Linked DNA regions of Anas platyrhynchos: region 2 is linked to region 1. A link is a contact called in public Hi-C data. All regions are on one chromosome and are shown on one strand. The core of a region is the stretch at or near the end of the contact, and the rest is flanking DNA. Distances in the headings are between cores, read along the strand shown.

Region 1 (2,700 bases), core at 58-2,557:
GCAGTTCTTTGAGCAAGTAAAAATATATATTAAAAAGGGGGATAAAAAGGTGGAGTGGGGATAAGGAAGAATGTAGAAAAGATTTGTTAAAAATCAAAATTAATCTGTAAGTAAAAAAAAAAATAAATAAATGAGGGCAACATAGGCAAATATAACTATACATGTTGTCATACTGTATTAAAGTAGAAAGTACAGGCAAGAACTGATTATAGTTTTATTACAGTGATCTCATCAGCATCCCTTTAATGGGGATGTAGGTGTATATAACCACCAATTACTCAGCATGCTGTGGTGGTGTAGATCTCCCTTTGCTGCTGTTAGGTATGTGAAACACTTATGCTCCTGTTGCATTTTATTTCTTCAAAGAACACTACAGTTCCCCATAAATCATCCCTGAACTTCCTTTGGGAATGGAGGTAATTGCAGTATTTTAATTTTAGCAGAGATGTTAGGTGACTTGTCAATAAGAACACAATTATATGTAGAAGTAGAGCCATGTTTAGGACTTAGATTTCCAAGTTTCACTTGTTTAGTTCACAGTATATTTGCTTTGAACTCATTTTCCTTAATAACATAATATTAAATTAAATTTCAAATGTTTCTAGATGATGCTTCTACATCTAGTACCCTCAAAATCAACTTCAGCTGTCAATTAAATAAATTTTCTCACTGATTAAGAATGGTCAGGGATATCAGAAAGCAGTATGAGGTCCAGCACCCTCAGGATATACAGTGTCTCTGCATGAGCGTGGTCCAGTCTGTCACTGTCCGCGTGGTTGTGGAGTCTGACATCTCTTTGCAACTGCATTAGTAGGTATATGCCTATCTGGCTGGTCTTGCAGATTAGACATGTGCAGCAGCCTCTGCTTGTCAAAATCTTGTGTCACTGACAGGTGCCCTTACACCTGCAGTTCGGCTGCACTCAGATTATAAAGCATAGAGAAGCTTTAGGAAGCTGAAGTTAAGTGTGAGAAGAAACTGGGGCTAGTCAGTGCTGAGCTGTGGAATTTCTCTTCTAAATTCCTGCTTCCCTGTAAGAATGAATGTTTGGTTTTGATGAGATACACTGGGTTACTTGCCGGTTTTATGTATGGGCAATGGTCCCTGGGAACAGGTTTTACGAGCCATACAGTTGCTTGCCTTTAAATTTGATTTGTGACTCAAATCACTCTTTGAGGCTGAGCTGCTTTCTGCAAGCTTTGCGTTGAGTTATGCCTTTGGAAAGGGGGGAGCTGCTGTGCTCTGACCTCCTCTGGTCCAGAACTAATGAATATGTGTAAATAAGATAAGATTCACTATGAATACACTCTGACTTGAAGGCTTTTCTTTCCCCAAAAGGCATATCTTCTTATACAGTTCATACTGTTCAGCAGTGTGGAGTTATTTGTGTCAAAAGGGACTGATAGTAATTAAGATGGGAAAACAGTGCTAATGTTATTTGAGGTGATTTTTGTTTGTTGTGCATACAACCAGGAACTGCAGATAATATTTTTTTTTTTGTAATAGCATCCACAAAATGCTGACAGATTATTAGATTCCTATGATTCCCCTTGACTTTTGAGTTCCTACCAAAGACAAGAATTTCTATGTCACTTTACTTTTAAAATAAACTTCATTATCCATTCTGAAAAGAGAAGAAAATAATACCCATACAGAGATGGAAATGAATTTGTTTTTAACCATTTGTTATAAACCAAGATCGTGCTTATTTTGATTTAAAGGATATGTGGGACACTTTCAGATTTTTCATTCTTGTTCTTGATAGTATGAAGAAAAGTACCCATCAGTAGTTTAGAGGGAGAAAAATTGCTATCTGTTTGCTGTAGGTATGTGTTTTTCTTTAACTTTCTGTAGGGTATTTTATGACAAAAATAATGTGATTACTAAGAAAAAAAGCATAATTTATTTAGATTCATATTAATTTCCAGGTACTATCATGATAGACAAAAGAAATAAAATAAAATAAAGAAATTAACTTTGAAAGGGAAAACTGAAGAAGCAAGACATGCTGTGAGTACACCTTTTCCAGCAGGGCAGCAGCATTTTGCGTGATCAGAGCTGTGTAAGAATGTTCTGGTAAATCACACGCTTCAGCTGCAGTTTGTGCGGTATGTTAACCATCTAACCTCATGAGGACAGCAGTAGAACTTAGCACTAAGTCCACCACTAAACCATGCTACTAAGTTGAAGGTTGAACTAGATGATCTTAGAGGTCTTTTCCAACCTGAGTGATTCTATGATTATATCTGAACTGAAGAAGAACTGGGGCTTTTAAAATACATCTTTGTGCTTTGCAGACAGTAGAGAACACTCAACAGCTATATTTTCTGTGCATAGTTATTATCTATTGCTCATTTTAAAATACTTTGTTACAGTTATGTTACTTTTCAGTAGATCTATTGTTATAAAACAGTTCCCAGTGCCTACAAAATTATTGCCAGAAAAAAACACATATTTTTTTCCTTAATCATTCCTCTTTTCTGCACCTCATCATCACTCCTAAAACAATTCTCTATGTTGAGTATTTATGCTTCTTGGTGGAATTTCTCCCCTGGGGGCTTTTTGTTACATTAAGCCACTGCAGCAGAGAAAAGTGCAGTAGGAAAACTGCCAGTGCATTTCAACTGCGGACTCGGTGCTGCTTCACTCCTGGTCTTAGGCTGCTAACGATGATCTAATGAAAGGATCCTCAAATAATAC
Region 2 (2,700 bases), core at 172-2,671, 79 kb after region 1:
CTGACTTGTCATTCAGTATAAACATCTGAAGGACTTATGCCTAGTTCAAAGATGCATCATCAAGATACAGATGATGACATTAATTCTGTGGTAAAAAATGTTGACCAAAATGCAATGCCAAAGGATTAATACTTGTAATAAAGTCAAAGAGCAAATAATTTGGCTTAAAAGAAACAAATTCAGTTAAAGAGTTGAGATTTTATGTACTTCTCACTTGGTATCTGACCAACTCCACATGGCAGCTGAAAGGTAACGAGGAACTATCTGGGTCAAAGAACATGAAATCAGCTCATCAATTATAAAACTGGATGAGTACATGCTCTGGAAGATAGCTGCCTGTCCTTTGGGATTACTGACACATCTTGAACACATCTGAGAATGATCACAGACCTAAGCAGAAACATTTGAAAGGAGAAGGAGAAATCTCATGTTTGGCCCCATTTTAAATTATTTTTATTTTCTGGAGCAAGAAGATTCATGATGTGGCATACAAGCAGGGACAAAGGGACAAACACCCATGACACTTCTCAGTAAGTTTGTAAGAGGTTCACACTGGAGAGATGTTCATGTAAAACAGGAGCTGGTGGCAACTGTCTTTGAAAGGGAAAAAGTTCCTTAGCTTTATGCACAAAAAGAAAATGTGATCTAATCATGATTATGTTTATAACAAGGAAACCAGCAATTTCAAAGAGAAAATGTGATGTTACTGACATTATAACATCAATATATGGATAAAGTATGATTTTCTCTTTACTGAGAAAGTCATTACTGATGACAAACACACAGAGCAGGAAAGAGCTTCCTGGTTCAAGGCAGGTACCTTAGCTAATGGAAGGCATCAGGCAATTGAACAGAGGTGTTGACAGGGTATTAGTGGAAATGAAGGAATCATACCAAGTGGTTCAATAGATTGAAATAAAAGCCTGATGATTCATTGGTTCTGAGGGATGAACTGTATATAGCAAAGGCTGTATCCTGGCAAAAGATCTACTTTCTGATCTCCCCCCCCCCACATCACTCACCCCTTTCGCTTGCTGCCCTGCAGCCACCAGGGCCTAAGGCCACCTTGCCAACCCCACCCACACTCTGCCCTCGCAGTGCCTCCCACAAAGGCCAGAGATTTGAGAACTTTTCTGGTACGAGGCTGAGAGGCGCTGCTGGTGCTGCACCCCTAGGAGCCTCCCCAGCTTAACGTGGGATGTGAGGCCACCACGTTTTCTACCACCAGCTCAGCCTGTCCATGGGATGGCCAAGGTCTGGCTAGGGCAGCGCTGCATCACAGGGCTCTAACAGCTCCCCTCACAGCACTGGTGAGATCTGCTACCACTACCGCCCCAGCTCTATTAAAAAAAAACGACATAAGGAGACTGAGCAAGGGGACAACTCATGCTTTATTCAGTTCCTAAAAGCTACGCCGCCGGCACAGAGCGGGCCGTGGGGCAGCCCCGAGCGCCTCTCCCCGCCCCGTGCATGCGCAGCGGCCGCTTCCCGGAGCCGGGCGGGGTAAGATGGCGGCCGCGCTGCCGGCCGTGGCCCTGCTCCTGGGCTGCTGCGGCGCGGCGCTCGCCAGCGGCGTCCAGGTACGGGGGCTGCAGGGGGAGAGCGGCTGGTGAGGAGAGACAAAGAAAGAGAGGGAGGGCAGACGGCGCTGCAGTCTCCCCGCCGCTGCCATGCTGCTGCTGCTGCTGCTGCTGTTTCCCCCTATCTCCGCCCCGCCGCAGGCGGAGCCCGCCCCGCTGGAGCCGCCCCGGGCCGCTGGTGGTGCTCGGGGAAGGGCCGGGAGGGCTGTGGGCAAAGGGGCCGGGCTGAGCGCCCTGCCGCGGAATTAGGGTTTTATAAACTAATGCAGCACATCCCAGAACAGGCACGTGGAACTTGTTCAGAGTGTGTAAAGTTAAAGACCCCCCCCCCTCCCCCCCTTGTAATATATCTGCTTCTGAAACATCTTGCTTTGGCAGTGCAACACAGCTCTCGGTAGGCGGTGATGCGTTTGGCCTCTTCAGCCACTTGCTGACTGAGTTGTGTGAGGGAAAATGGAGGTGCAAAGGGAGTGGGGAGTTGTGGGCTTCCACAGGTGGCTGGGCGCCAGGCCTCACCTGGCCGTGATTGCTGTGCGCAGCTCTGGCAGGTGTTTCCATTTTATAAACCGAAGCTAATGCTTTCCCCCCATACATATATATAACTATATATGTATATATATATAACTTTTTTTTTTCTCGCATAGCATACATGCTGCACCTGGGTTGTTTGCACTTGGATTCTGCTTTATTTAAAAAAAAAAAAAAAAAAAGGTTGTACTTGAAAATAATTACTAGTAGGGCAAGAAGTAAACAATAGAAACGCCTTCAGTATTCGGAAACTGCAGATTTTTAACTACTTGAAGTATAGTACCCTTGCATATGTTTTAACACACTTTTCTATGACTGCGTTTTGTGTAAGGCATCAGGCTGGTACTCCTCAGAGAAGTAAACCAGTCAAATTAAGCATCAGGAGTCTGGATTTCTGTCTTGTGCCTGACTCTTTCTGTGACCGCTGGAAAACCTTAGCCTCTTTAAATATGCTGATACATGCAGTCTGTTTAAGACAAGGACCCTCTCCTCTGCAAAGCATGTTGCAATCTATATAGAAACGGTTGGTATTGTTCTAGCTCCTTATTTTGAAGCATGGACTTAAAATGAGTTAAAGTTCTAGATTAGCTTC

Evidence for each region. Hi-C and Micro-C count contacts between places; a contact is called where the count stands out from the background.
Region 2: a contact with region 1 is called in a Hi-C map of small yellow follicle, with 2.4 times the contacts expected there. The contact joins the promoter of PIGK here to the enhancer-like site in region 1. A contact is called at or near these places in 2 of 8 Hi-C or Micro-C datasets (F5 follicle and small yellow follicle).

What each region holds. Positions count from the first base shown.
Region 1 is chr8:27,639,759-27,642,458 of IASCAAS_PekinDuck_T2T, forward strand. All of the region lies in intron 8 of AK5 (adenylate kinase 5), which reads right to left. The region is part of intron 1 of LOC140003022 (a long non-coding RNA gene); the gene reads left to right. Among named protein-coding and RNA genes, the nearest start is that of AK5, 64 kb to the right of the region's middle. Within about 2 kb of position 1,308, at least 4 of the 8 cell types and tissues checked have an H3K27ac peak or open chromatin away from gene starts, as enhancers often do. A contact at or near this core is called in F5 follicle and small yellow follicle, where this site is marked.
Region 2 is chr8:27,718,669-27,721,368 of IASCAAS_PekinDuck_T2T, forward strand. It overlaps PIGK (phosphatidylinositol glycan anchor biosynthesis class K), which reads left to right and starts at 1,422. Exons shown (of 10, transcript XM_038182903.2): 1 at 1,422-1,580. The coding sequence starts at 1,509.